Linked DNA regions of Mus musculus: all the other regions are linked to region 2. A link is a contact called in public HiChIP or PLAC-seq data. All regions are on one chromosome and are shown on one strand. The core of a region is the stretch at or near the end of the contact, and the rest is flanking DNA. Distances in the headings are between cores, read along the strand shown. Region 1 has its middle 31 kb from the start of Slc38a2. Region 2 has its middle 23 kb from the start of Gm33149. Region 3 overlaps Gm32564 (a long non-coding RNA gene).

Region 1 (4,262 bases), core at 950-3,449, 410 kb after region 2:
AATGATGTATTTACTTATTTTATATGCATGGGTGTTTTGCCTGCAAGTGTGTCTGTGTAAGGGTGTTGGATCCCCTGGAACTGTAGTTAGGGACAGTTGTGAGCTGCCACGTGGATGCTGGGAGTTGAATCCTGGTTCTCTAGAAGAGTAGTCAGTGCTCTGGACCACTGAGCCACCTCTCTAGGCCCCAGATAGAAAGAAGTATTGAAGGCAGGACAATCAGCTCTTCTCTCAAAGTTCTGGCATGATAATCAATCCTGAAGATCACCCAGAATACCGTGGGGTCCTGAGAAAGGCATCACTGGAATGGTTGACTCACTCCTGTCCACTGACTATGGGCGTGGGTTCCAATCCCATCAATGGCCAGTGGATGACTACCCCTGACGTTCCCCTGGTCTCTCTCCCTCTCACATTCACAGCTCTCTCCTCTGGTATCCTGGCCACCAGGATGGATTTTCATTCATACAGAATACCCGTTTTATTGTCTTGCCCCCAGAGAGAAAGATCCAGATGTCTGTGGATGGAGGTGGGAAGGGGAAAGTTACTTGCAATTACCTGGTGTCAGGAGAGGCCACTTAGATCTCGGTGGTTGGTGTTGCTGCGAACTTTTCCTGCCTAAGTTAAACAGAACCAGCTCCTTCTCCATTCTTCTCTGTCCAGTGATTCAGAGATGTGGCGCTGCCTCCAGAAAGCTTCTTCAGCGGCCATGCCAACCTAGAAAAGTAGCACTCCAACCTCCTTAAGCTTTAGCTTTTGGTGGAGGTCATATTAGCCGTCGTCAGTATTACTTCTCCTGGCATAGTCTCTCCCACCCCCACCAGCCACACTGGAACTTTGTGATCCCGCATAGGGCATCCAGATTCACCAACGCTCCCCAGAAGGTGTCTAGCATAGGTAGGCTGGGCTGCAGGAATGCAGTTGCGGGTGTGCATGAGTCTGTCACAAAGCTCTCAGCTGAAACGTGGACGGAACCCAGTTCTGGAACTGTGGTCTCGGACAGCTTCTGACTCCTGTGACTTCTACCGTCTCCCATCCCCCCATACACACACACACACACACACACACACACACACACACACACACACACAGAGCCCGCAGGTAGGATTTGGTCAGGCTTGAATTCTGTCTTTCCTGCACTCTTTCCTGTCCCCTCAGGGTTTCCTTCCCCCATGTCCACCTCCCCACCTCTAACTGGCTTCCAGTTCAAGCCGGTGCTTCCTCCTCCATCATCCGCCCTTCGCATGTGTCCCCACCTTCGTGCCTTTTCCTCGGCCCTCATAACAGCTTTGATCTCTGCTTCACAAAACAGTTTTAAGGGTCTTGAAGGGGCTTTTAGATCTTAGGGATTCAGCATCTTGGCTAAGAACCATAGTCTAGAGAAAACCAACGTACATTCAAACTTTAGCATCGCCATCAAAACTGTGCATTTAAAGCCCTCCACTTATGACGCGCTTCTTGTGTTATAGCCCCCTGTTTACATACCTGTTTCCCTGACCGGAATAAAAGAGCAGGTAGCTATCATGTGTTTACAAAACAAAAAGGAGGAAAAACTCTTTGCATATAGCATCCTGGTGGCACGCACTGGATTCTAAAACTTATCAGCTGACCACTGTGCAATGCAAAATCCACTTGTCAAGTTAGTGCAGAACCTTGTTAATGCAAATATCAGTCACTTCAATAATAATCCCACCATTTTGTCACATCTGATATGACAGCTCCTACCATTTACACCACTGTGTATTTTGTTCATAGTATTTTGGGGACAGGATTTCATGAAGCCCAGACCCGCCGCAGACTTGCCATGTAGCTGAGGTTGGACTTGAACTTATGATCTTCCTACTCCAAAGTGCTGAATACAGATGCACACCCATGTCTTGTTTTGCTTATAAACTCTTTACCAAAGATCCCTCCATCAGCAAACACAGTGGCCACTAAACTCCCCAAAGATGTGTGGTTATTCTGAGTTCAGACCTGTCCTCTCAATTGTGTGACGTTTCCTGAGTCCCCAGTCTAGTCTCAGGAGACCATGAAGTTTCCTTTTTCACTCTCTTGGGTTGCAGCCATGATGCAGAAATGCTTACACCGCATTCCCAAGTGGTTGCGGAGGGATGGGTGAGGCTCTGCCCGTGAGTCCTTCTGGCCACCGCTGCTGGCTGCCAGATACACTTGTATCTTGTTCTGTTCCTGCTGCTATAATGAAGTCCCTGAGTCTGGGTGATGCGTACACAGCAGAATGTGTCTCTCACAGATGTGTAGGCTGGGACGGCCAGGACCGAGGGGCCAAAAGATTAATAACTGTCGAAGACTCACCCTGCTCCCTAAATAACACCTTCTTGCAGTGTACCCACATAACAAAGGAGTCCCCAGTGCCTTATAAAGAAGAGCAGAGGCCCCACAACCTAACTATGTCCTAAGTGCCTCATCTCCTATAGCATCACATGGGAATTCAGAAGGAACAACAGTTGAGCCATTGAATGGTTGTTTAATTCTCTCACTTTTTTTCAAACAGGATCCCTACCCCAGCCAACCTTGAGCCTCTGACCCTCCTGTCTTTACCTGCTGAGTACCGAGCTGAGAGGCATCTGCTACCATGCCCTGTTTATATAGCACCGGGGATGAAACCCAGGGTTCGTGCACGCTTGGCAAGCTACATCTCCAGCCTGAGCTATTCTGAGAAGGAACGCGATCTTGCACCTCCAGCCCAGGCAAGCTCCCAAGCCACAGGAATGGCCCAGCAGTCGTCATGCGGAGAATTGTCTGCCCCAGGCCAACCAACCCACAGAATCCAGCTCAGACACTGGTCTTTAAACCACTGTGCATTGACCGTTGATCGTTACACAACAACAGATAATGTAAGAAAGACAGTAAGATATACCAGAGTGATAAAAACTGAAAGAAAAGGAATGAAAATAAATACATAATTCATACTCTGAAATTTGGTAATTCTTGACACAAAATTCCTTTATCTTGTGTCTAGGAATAGGTACAGACAAACATCTCTGCCACTCAACAGCTTTCCTTGATCTTCTGATGCTCCTGTCTTTATCACTGAGTACTGAGCTACCGTGCCCAGAGATGAAACCCAGGGTTCATAGAAGATGCTGTCTTAACCTGACAGGGTCTAATGTGGGCAGGCAAGCATTGGGCATCCGGGTTAGGCCTCCTGTGCCACAGGCACAATGCTAACCAAGAAGGTTTTGTTTAGACAACAACAACAACAAAAAAGCAAAATGTGATCCTGAGGAGGAGATGGGAACATAAATCACTGTTGGCCACTCATCCCTGGAACTGGAACTGTGTGAGGCTTAAAATATAAACAGAGCCTTGGAGCTTTAGCTAGACTCGTGATTTTTATCATCACATTCTCAAGTCCGTTAAAATACATTAGACAGCTGAAGAGGCAGTGGTCTTACAAAGGTAGAGTACTGCCACGGGCCTGGCCATTTCTATCTCAAGGCTTCCCTAGACTGCCTGACCCGCCTTTCTCATTTGGTCATGTGGCCTCCTCGTTCTTTACAGACTTCTGCTTTTTTCACGTAGCCACGCGAAAGTTCTTAAACTCTCGGCTTACCAAAACCCCTAAAGAATATTCCCACCTTTTAAGATCTTTGAAGTTAGACTCATATTGTATAGCTTCCTGTCTTTTATTATCAGTAAACATCTGTCGACTGAAGAACCAACACTCTAGAAGCCCTGCAGGAAGTGGTCCAGCTGTCCAGAACTGATTAAAACTATGTTTTCTACCGCCCAGACTATGAAAACTCAACCTGAAATTCGTACATAATAAAGCACTCAGGAAAAGGCGCCATGTTCTCCCTGCAGGCAAACTAGGGGCACACCCATCGCTGTGTCTGGGGTGGCATTTTATGTTTGTGTCTGTTTAGGGCCATGTTGAATATTCCTACCAGTGTGGGCACTGTGCTTATTGACACTGCATAGAGCCTCTCCACGCTGGACCCTGAGCCTCTCCTCGCATGAAGGGGCAATTGTTGGCATGTGCTCCTTCTGTCCTGCTCCTCCTGAAACTTGAACTCAGTGAAAAGGGGACTTGAGGGAATGTTAGCACCTTCGTCAGGATGGCTTTGGGAATTTTCTTAGCTCTGCTGCTGGGAACTGGAGGAGATGAAGCCTCTTCGGTCACAGTGCTTGAAGGTTTGACATTTAGATTTATCTTAAAATAGTTTTTGCATGAAAAACCAAGAAAGGGAGGGTTGTGGTTTGCACTCCGGCCTGAACTTTTATTCGAGTGGGATAGAAACTGT
Region 2 (4,077 bases), core at 1,398-3,897:
GACGTATTCAGGGTTGTGAGCGACACCCAGCACTGACCTAGAATTCTGCATCTTTCAAAAGCATCTCCTGAGAACGCAGTAAGGCAGGAAGGCCTCATCAGCAAACAAGAGCTGACGATGTCTCTGCCTGCAGATCTGGCAAACGTTACCTGAAAGTCTTTGGGAGCTGGGGACATCATTCAGCTGTAATGTGCTTGCTTCCCAGTCAGGAAGTCGCAGGTTCAACTCCCCACAGGGCATAAACTGGGCGTGACAGCCCCTGTCTATAATAACTACCAGCACTTGGGAGGTAAAGGCAGGAGGGTCGGAAGCTCAAGGTCACCCTCGGCTACACAGCAAGTTGGAGGCTAGCCTGGGCTACACAAGACCCCATCTCCTGTGCTGGGTCCTCTATTCTATTAGGATATTCTATTAGGATAGAAGAAAAAGAAATTATATAGTTTAGAAATGTATAGATACATAAAGGAAGAGCACGAAGGAGGATTAAGTGAAGGCTTAATTTTATATTTTTATTAAGTGGAAGTTAATTTTATATTTTATAAATATAAATATACATTTATTATATATATATAAATATAATTACATATACATAGATTTTATATTTATAAAAATTTAAAAAATTTCTTGGGTTTGCTCATAACTTTTTTTTTAATTTTACCTTTTCCAAAACTATTTTGCTATTTTTAATTGGTTATAACAGATAGCCATTTATAATCATAACAAGTATGTATTTGATTATGTGTATATCATATATATGCTTACAGCTACAGAATGCTTATGTGTAAGTAAAATGAACTGTGCACACGATTTAAGGACAGAGGGGGGAATTAATATTTCACTGTTATAATGTCATTGTGGTGGTCTGAATATGCTTTGTCAATGGGAAGTGGCACTATTAGAAGGTGTGGCCTTGTTAGAGGAAGTGTGGCCTTGTTAGAGGAAGTGTGTCACTGTGGAGGTGGGTCTTTGAGGTCTCAAATATATGCTTAAGTCTGGCTGGTGTGATCTAGAGTCTCCTCCTGGCTGCCTTCTGATCAAGACGTAGAACTCTCTGCTCCACCAGCACCATGCCTACCTGGATGCTACTGTGCTCCCTGCATTGATGATAATGGACTGAATCTCAGAACCTGTAAGTCAGCCCCAATGAAATGTCCTTATAAGAATTGCCTTGGTCACGGTGTCTCTTCACAGCAACAGATACCCTAACCGAGATAGTCATCAAATATCATGACTTGGTACAGTCTCACTTGAAAATGGACTTATGGCTTGATCCTTGTGTGTTCCAGTGCACACATTTAAAAGGTGTAGGGATGGGGTGTGTGTAAAATGATATGCTAAGAAAAGAAAGAAAATACATGTATATAAAATGCTCAGTTAAAACACAACACCAGGAATGTGCACTGGGAATTCCAGCCCTCGGGGGGATTGCAACAGGTTCTGGCTAGTACCATCTATCTTGCAAGTTCTCTGTGGCTTTGAGCTCTGTTTAAAAATAAAAGGCAACAATGACAATAAAAAAGCATTTTAAATTCACAATAAATGAAGTCAAGTAAAAGCTAAAATAAAATAGGAACAAAGTACGCAGAAACCAATAATGAACTCAGTAAATACTGAGTGACTCGTGTGTCAGTGTTCTGAATATACCTACTAAAATGCTGGCCCGTGGAGGAGAAAAGATCCCATGACCTTGTGAGCAAGTGGGGGTGGGGTGGGTGTGGGGAGGGGGTGTGGGAGAAGTCAGAGTGGAGCAAAGTGGGGTGGACTTGAGCAAAGTCACATTGTATGCACGTACAAGAGTCTTGAACACAAAAGGGCCATGTGTCAGATTTGGTGGAACCTTTGTTATGGGAGGAGCTGGGGGAAGGGAGTGGATATGTTAAAGACACTGTAAGAAATTCTCAGAGAATAAGAAACATCGTTTAAAATTAAAAACAAACACCGCTGCTAACATCCTGATCAACAGTGAAAAACTAGAAGCTTTCCACATGGATCAGGAGCAAGGAAAGGACTTCTTAAATAACACTCCTTCTCAGCATCTTACGGGAGTTTTAGTTAACTCGCTGGGACAGCAAATCAGTCAAAGGCTAAGGTACTGAGAAGGACAAAAGTCCATTCACAGACGACACAGCATCCACATAGAAAAGTCAAGGCATGGGGTATTGTAACTCAGCGAAAGAAACTCGTCTTTACACAGAAGACCGTGGGCTCAATCCCAACACAAACAAACAAACAAACAAAACCAACCAACCAACAAAACGTCAGGCAGGAGGAAGGAGGAGACAGGAAAAAAGGAGGGGAGGAGAAGGAAAAGAGAAAGAAAAGGAGAAGAGAATTCCAGGAGGGACTTTCCTATTTAATTTGAGGAATGTTAATAACCCTAGTATCTCCATTATTGATAATGAGATCCTGTTAGTCAATCAGGCATCTTCTAAATTCAGCGCTTCCTAATCGATACCAGCTAAATGAGCAAGGCAAGTCAATGACTGACGCTGCTGTTTCACGGCAGTCAGAATCTGCTGAGTAACTTATTCTACCTAATAACTGCAGCTCATGGTAACTGAGAACTTGGGAAGTGCCAAGAATAGGGCTAGTATTTGCGGTGGTTTGGATAAGAATGGCTCATATACTTGCATGCTTAGTCACCAGGGAGTGGCACTCTTCCATAGGATTAGAAGGTATGGCTTTGTTGGAGGAAGTGTGGTATTGTGGGTGTGCCTTGGGGTTTCAAAAACCATGCCAGGTTCTGTCTCTCTCTCTCTCTCTCTCTCCCTGCTTCCCTCTGTGTGAGTGTGTGCTTGTGAAACAGAGTGTGACTCTCGGCTACTGCTTCAGCTCCATGTGTGCCACAATGCTTCCTGCCATGATGATAATGAACTAATCTCTCTGAAACTGTAAGCCAGACCCCAATTCAATACTTCCTTTTGTAAGAGTTGCCTTGGTCATGGTGTCTCTTCCCAGCAAAAGAACATTGACTAAGACAGTCTCATCAGTAGTACTAGCAAGTGCAGCTTATCTGTTGAGGAAACAGAGATTACTAGGGGTGAAATAAACAATAGAAAGACACAGGTCCAACACTGGTGGGACAGGATGTAGAGGAATTTTAATCCAGGAACATGGCTGCTCTAATCACATCCAAAGACCTAGGTCTGTGTGATCTATTGGAATTTAATGTCACATGCCTTTCATCCCCCTGGCTGGAATATAGACATGCCTTTACTACACACCATTAAGGTAAGGTTAGTTTATAGAAGGAAGCAGCCATGTTTGAAAGTGATTTCTAATCGAGGGGCAGACAAAGTGATGGATCAGAGAAGGACTTGGCAGAGTCAGAGAAGGGATATGCCCATTTCTCGTGAGAACAGACAGGAAAGAGCTAGCTCAAGAGGGGAGCATGGAAAAGAGGGGGAGAGAGGCAGTTTTTACGGGGACAGTTTTACAGAGACAGGTTCCAGATGAAGACAGAAGGAGCCAGAGAAGGATCCAGAAGATTAGAACAGATTGCCAGAGTTAGTTTGAGGCCAAGCAGAGCAATTTAGTGAGAAGCCAAGAGAAGCCAGATTGAATCAGTCATCTTGGAGGGGAGTTTGAGCCAGAGCAGTTGAGTTGAACCAGCCAGCCAGAGTTCAGAAAGGGCAAGCTTACTCATCAGCCAGCCTCTAAGATGACAATCACACCAGGGATGTACAAGTGACTGTTACAGCAGGGATTTGAGTTCTGGCACGTGATGCCTGGATCCGTTTGTAAGCCTGTCTTCACACAGCTTCAACACAGTAGTAGGAGCCCAGCAACCTCTGCATCACATAGGTAAAGCTTTCTATTCCAGTGACCATCGAATGGTCCTGTGAAAGAGATGCCCGTTCAGCTCCTATAACCTTCTGTTCAAGAATGACTCGCACTTTGCATACTCGGATTACCTAGAAAAATCCAGAACGTTAGAGAAAAGTGATGAACTAATCTGCCTAAGTTGATTTGAAAATGAGGGTAAAGAATGTGATTTTTTTCATGCTTTACATTTATATTTAAATCTGTGGCCAACTTTGAGTCTCTTTCTTTTTTCCTCTACTTCTCTTTCCTCAT
Region 3 (3,747 bases), core at 871-3,370, 310 kb after region 2:
GGTTAGCACACACGGGGGTGGGATCATTCCCCCGCCCTCCAGGCTGGATCCCACTCTCTTCACCTGAAGAACTGAGTCCTTAGACAGCAACAGCCACACTGAGCGAAAAGGGGGTAGGGCCTGAGAGCCATCTTCTCAACCAGGAGATAAAAGTCACATTTGCAGAAAAGGCAAGCGTGGCTCTGTCAACCAAACAGACCGCTCACTTCTGACCTCCTGAGCCAACACTCTCTCATCAGGAGGGCTCGTGGCTCTAGGTCAACAAACTGTGGAGAGGTCTGTCTGCAGGCAAGTGGAGACAGCTCGCTGAGAGCGAGGTGTGTGAGGGAGATGATGAAATGGACATACTTTCCTGATTAATTCATGAGGAGGAAACTGTGTGGACCCAAGCGGGCGTTTTAACCCTTCTGGTTGCAATATCAAGCATGCGGGGATGCCACTGTGGCAATTTCTCCCACTGCTGACCCGTTCCGCACCTGAACACTTCTTACACTAGTCCTTGGATTTGTCACAAGACTTGGTAGACACACGGTCCTTTTGCATACGGCAAGGCCCACATTTAGGCATCCTTCATTATTTTTGTTTAAGCATGTCGAGTCAAGGAGGTTGTATTCTGTGCCACAACCTGTCACTGACAGCTGAGGGTCATTTCTGGGACCCGTGGGAAGGTGGGTAGTCTTGTCACGGATGACTCTGGAAGGGAGTATAAATTCATTCGTGTGGATCGCCGCAGGATCGAGCTTTTCCAGCTTCGCCCAAGCCGTGGTGACACACACACACCCTTGGTGACCCCACCACCTTCCCTTGGCTTCAGACTGCCCTCTGTTCACTTCAGCCTGATTTGGTCTGGATAAACATGTTGGACTAAAGGCAAGAATTGGGTGTGGGGTGTTGTTTCCTATTTTTTTCTTCAAATGAGTTCAAATGTCTTGAAGGGTTAGCATAGCTTATGTTTATGTATAGGAGTCATAATGACTTGTGACTTTTGTTCACGGCTAAAAGGAGTATAGGAGTGGGTAGAGATAGGACACCCTAAGTCCTTAGCATATACACAGTGAGTCTTCTCACTGGCCCCCACTGTAAAGAAAAAGCAAAATAAATAAGTAAATAAGTAAATAAATAAGTAAATATTTATTTATTTATTTATTTATTTATTTATTTATTTATTTATTGCTTAGCCATTGTTAGTTGTGTCACCTGGAGTAATTTACTTCGACTCCCTGTGCCTGAGTTCCATCATGTATAAACTTGAGATAACATTACACCCGCTAAGACAAGCAAATCAGTGCTCATAAGAACCTACAGTAGAACCTAGAAATGTGTGTTTAATAAATACCCTCTGCTCTATTATCACAGCTGTCGCCAACACTCAGACAAGTGGAACAAGTGCTTCTTGCTCATGAACTGCGGCGTGCTACACAAGGGGATGGTGGGACACAGCTTCCCTCACAGGTGACAGAGAAGGGGGCTGGGCAGCTGTCTCCATGGCAAACGTCACTCATCTTTATACAAACACGTGTCTATGGTCATGTTGTACTAAAACACTCCAAGATTGGAAGCCCAGCCTTCCGGTGCGTCCCGCTTTTGGTTTTTAGGAACCTGGAGCAAGCCTGTCACATGGTCATCTCCCTGTGCGGTGTGAATAGCAATCTCACCAAGATGGCTGTAAAGAATAACATACCTACGCTCATCTTTGCGTTGTGCATTTTACAGCACATCGTGCATTCCTTGAAAGCATGATATCCTAAGCAGCTTTGCAATCCTAAACATTTTTCTCATCTTAATATCACCAGGGCTGGGAGAGGAGGTAGGGAAGGTAGGTCATTTCTGATTTCTTTCTAGAGTTTTGTGCTGGCCATGGAATTAGAGCCACGTGGGCCAGAAGATCCATGGGAAAATGTGTTCAGAAAAAAGAGCCCTGAGCTCGGAGGTTTAGGGTTCTGGCCTGACTCTCCTGTGGGCACTTCGCAGGGCGTGGTCTGGGCAAATCGTCTCCACTGTCCTGGCAGCCAGTTTCCTTCCTGTAAAATGCACATTTGAGCATCTCCTCCCTCTGGTTCCATAACTCAAGCCGCCATGCCTCCGTTTGCATGAGTCCATGAGTCACTAAAACCTGGCAGCTTTCAGAAGGTTATTTAATAAGCAAAATGTCTCATAAGCATTCAACAGAGCTTGGCTCCGGTTCCCAAAACATTGCAAACTGTGTTTGAGCAAAGACTTCAAACTTAAGAAAAACTGTTTCTTGCTTCTGCAGGGCGCAAAGCTGTGAGCCATGTTTAGACGCTTGGGCACGTGCGTGCTTACACTTTGGGGTGCTCAGCGGAGAAGGGTAGTGCCTCTTTCAAGATGGAAGGGAAGCCGAAGAGGACACTGCGTCAGTATGACACGTTTAGTATTTCACATTGTTTTTTTTTAATGGTTTGGCTGTGTTGCTCCTTCATCTGTCACTTGGTCAGTGTGGCCACTTGGCAAAACAGTGAAGTTATTGTGTTATATATTATCATGGTTCCCATTTTACAAACGAATGTCCCGGGACAGATAAGTCGCATGTCTTTTCTTGGTGCTGACTTTCCTCAAATATGGATCTTCTGTGCTCAGATGAGGCTTGACCGGATCTAGGGGTGGCCTCTGTACTGAAGTCCTGGGCACGGTGCCACCCGCCTGCGTGTCACGGAAAGGCAAATCAGTAACGTGCCGAGAACAAAACGCTCCCCTGCCAACCACCAAGCCACTGTCTGTGGCCAAGGACAGAACTGAAGTGGTTCAGCCCTTTTAAAGGACCTCTCTGGAAAACAGCAAGTTTCTAGATAGAAAGAATAACCTTACCGAGAGCTGGATCCAGCCCTGCCTCCCAGGGCCTGAGGTCTCTCGTCCTGAATGTCTTTCCTGTGACTCAGTGGCCACGTTGGGAGGGTGGCGGAGGACATGCTCACTGGGGCTCTCTTTCTATCCTAAAGTTTTAGTCATAACTTGGTTTATTGAAAAGGGAGGAGAGAGGAATTCGTGCCCTAGAGAGAAAAAAATCTTGCAAGGTACTAGATGTTTTATATCCTTAGGGATAATTTGGGGGATATGAGAGTTGTGGCCTTTTCCATTCAGAGACCAAGGAGTCACCAACCTCAGTTTGCACGTGCAGGCTTCTGAAAACAAAGTTCTGTGTAACCGACACCTCAAGTCCTTACTGGAAACAAAGCCCCTCTCTACACAGAGCTTTTGCCAGCAGGTTGCAAAGGAAAGAATCCCACAGAGATTGCCACCACGGGGACTCCCGCCTGCAGTTGTCAAACCTTCACACATCTCTTACCCACGGCCTCTCGCTTTTCCTCCATGCCACTTGGCAGAAACAGCTACCCAGCAGTCCACACCATCCCTTTTCCAGTTCTTTGAGACCAACATTGTCACTTTTTCTCAGGTTACTGAAATAAAATAAACACAGATCTGACTACTGGCTCCTTTTCTTCAAGAGTGGAAAGTATCCTGTCTGTCACATGTACTACGGCGCCTAATATTGGTCTACCCATTCCAAGGACCCACTGCAGGCAATCCATCCTGTTGGGTATAGGAAATCTAAGCAAATCACAACCCCAGTTTCCAAAAGATCAAGTCCAAGGAGTAGTTCTTGACAGTAGAGGATGGGTCATGGTGCAGTGATCACAAGTCTTCCAATTGCCACTGAGAATCAGTCTTGGTTTGGGTGTCTTGTTTTGTTTTTGGTTTTGGTTGGTTGGTTTGGTTTTTACACCTAAC

What was found. HiChIP or PLAC-seq counts read pairs in DNA pulled down with a chosen protein or histone mark.
Region 1: a contact with region 2 is called in a CTCF HiChIP or PLAC-seq map of the NIH/3T3 cell line, with 13 read pairs. The contact joins two enhancer-like sites. A contact is called at or near these places in 1 of 15 datasets of contacts at CTCF or cohesin (the NIH/3T3 cell line), 1 of 484 Hi-C or Micro-C datasets (embryonic stem cells) and 2 of 115 datasets of contacts at active chromatin or transcription factors (cardiomyocytes and embryonic stem cells).
Region 3: a contact with region 2 is called in a CTCF HiChIP or PLAC-seq map of the NIH/3T3 cell line, with 5 read pairs. The contact joins two enhancer-like sites. A contact is called at or near these places in 1 of 15 datasets of contacts at CTCF or cohesin (the NIH/3T3 cell line), 6 of 484 Hi-C or Micro-C datasets (the HPC-7 cell line, embryonic stem cells and nephron progenitors), 1 of 115 datasets of contacts at active chromatin or transcription factors (the NIH/3T3 cell line) and 1 of 9 other capture datasets (embryonic stem cells).

Annotation. Positions count from the first base shown.
Region 1 is chr15:96,728,523-96,732,784 of GRCm38.p6, reverse strand. No RefSeq gene overlaps it. Among named protein-coding and RNA genes, the nearest start is that of Slc38a2, 31 kb to the right of the region's middle. Within about 2 kb of position 2,199, at least 58 of the 459 cell types and tissues checked have an H3K27ac peak or open chromatin away from gene starts, as enhancers often do. A contact at or near this core is called in the NIH/3T3 cell line, where this site is marked.
Region 2 is chr15:97,137,086-97,141,162 of GRCm38.p6, reverse strand. No RefSeq gene overlaps it. Among named protein-coding and RNA genes, the nearest start is that of Gm33149, 23 kb to the left of the region's middle. Within about 2 kb of position 2,647, at least 11 of the 459 cell types and tissues checked have an H3K27ac peak or open chromatin away from gene starts, as enhancers often do. A contact at or near this core is called in the NIH/3T3 cell line, where this site is marked.
Region 3 is chr15:96,829,149-96,832,895 of GRCm38.p6, reverse strand. Gm32564 (a long non-coding RNA gene) reads right to left here. Exons shown (of 3, transcript XR_384399.2): 2 at 3,305-3,416. Among named protein-coding and RNA genes, the nearest start is that of Gm32677, 7.5 kb to the left of the region's middle. Within about 2 kb of position 2,120, at least 59 of the 459 cell types and tissues checked have an H3K27ac peak or open chromatin away from gene starts, as enhancers often do. A contact at or near this core is called in the NIH/3T3 cell line, where this site is marked.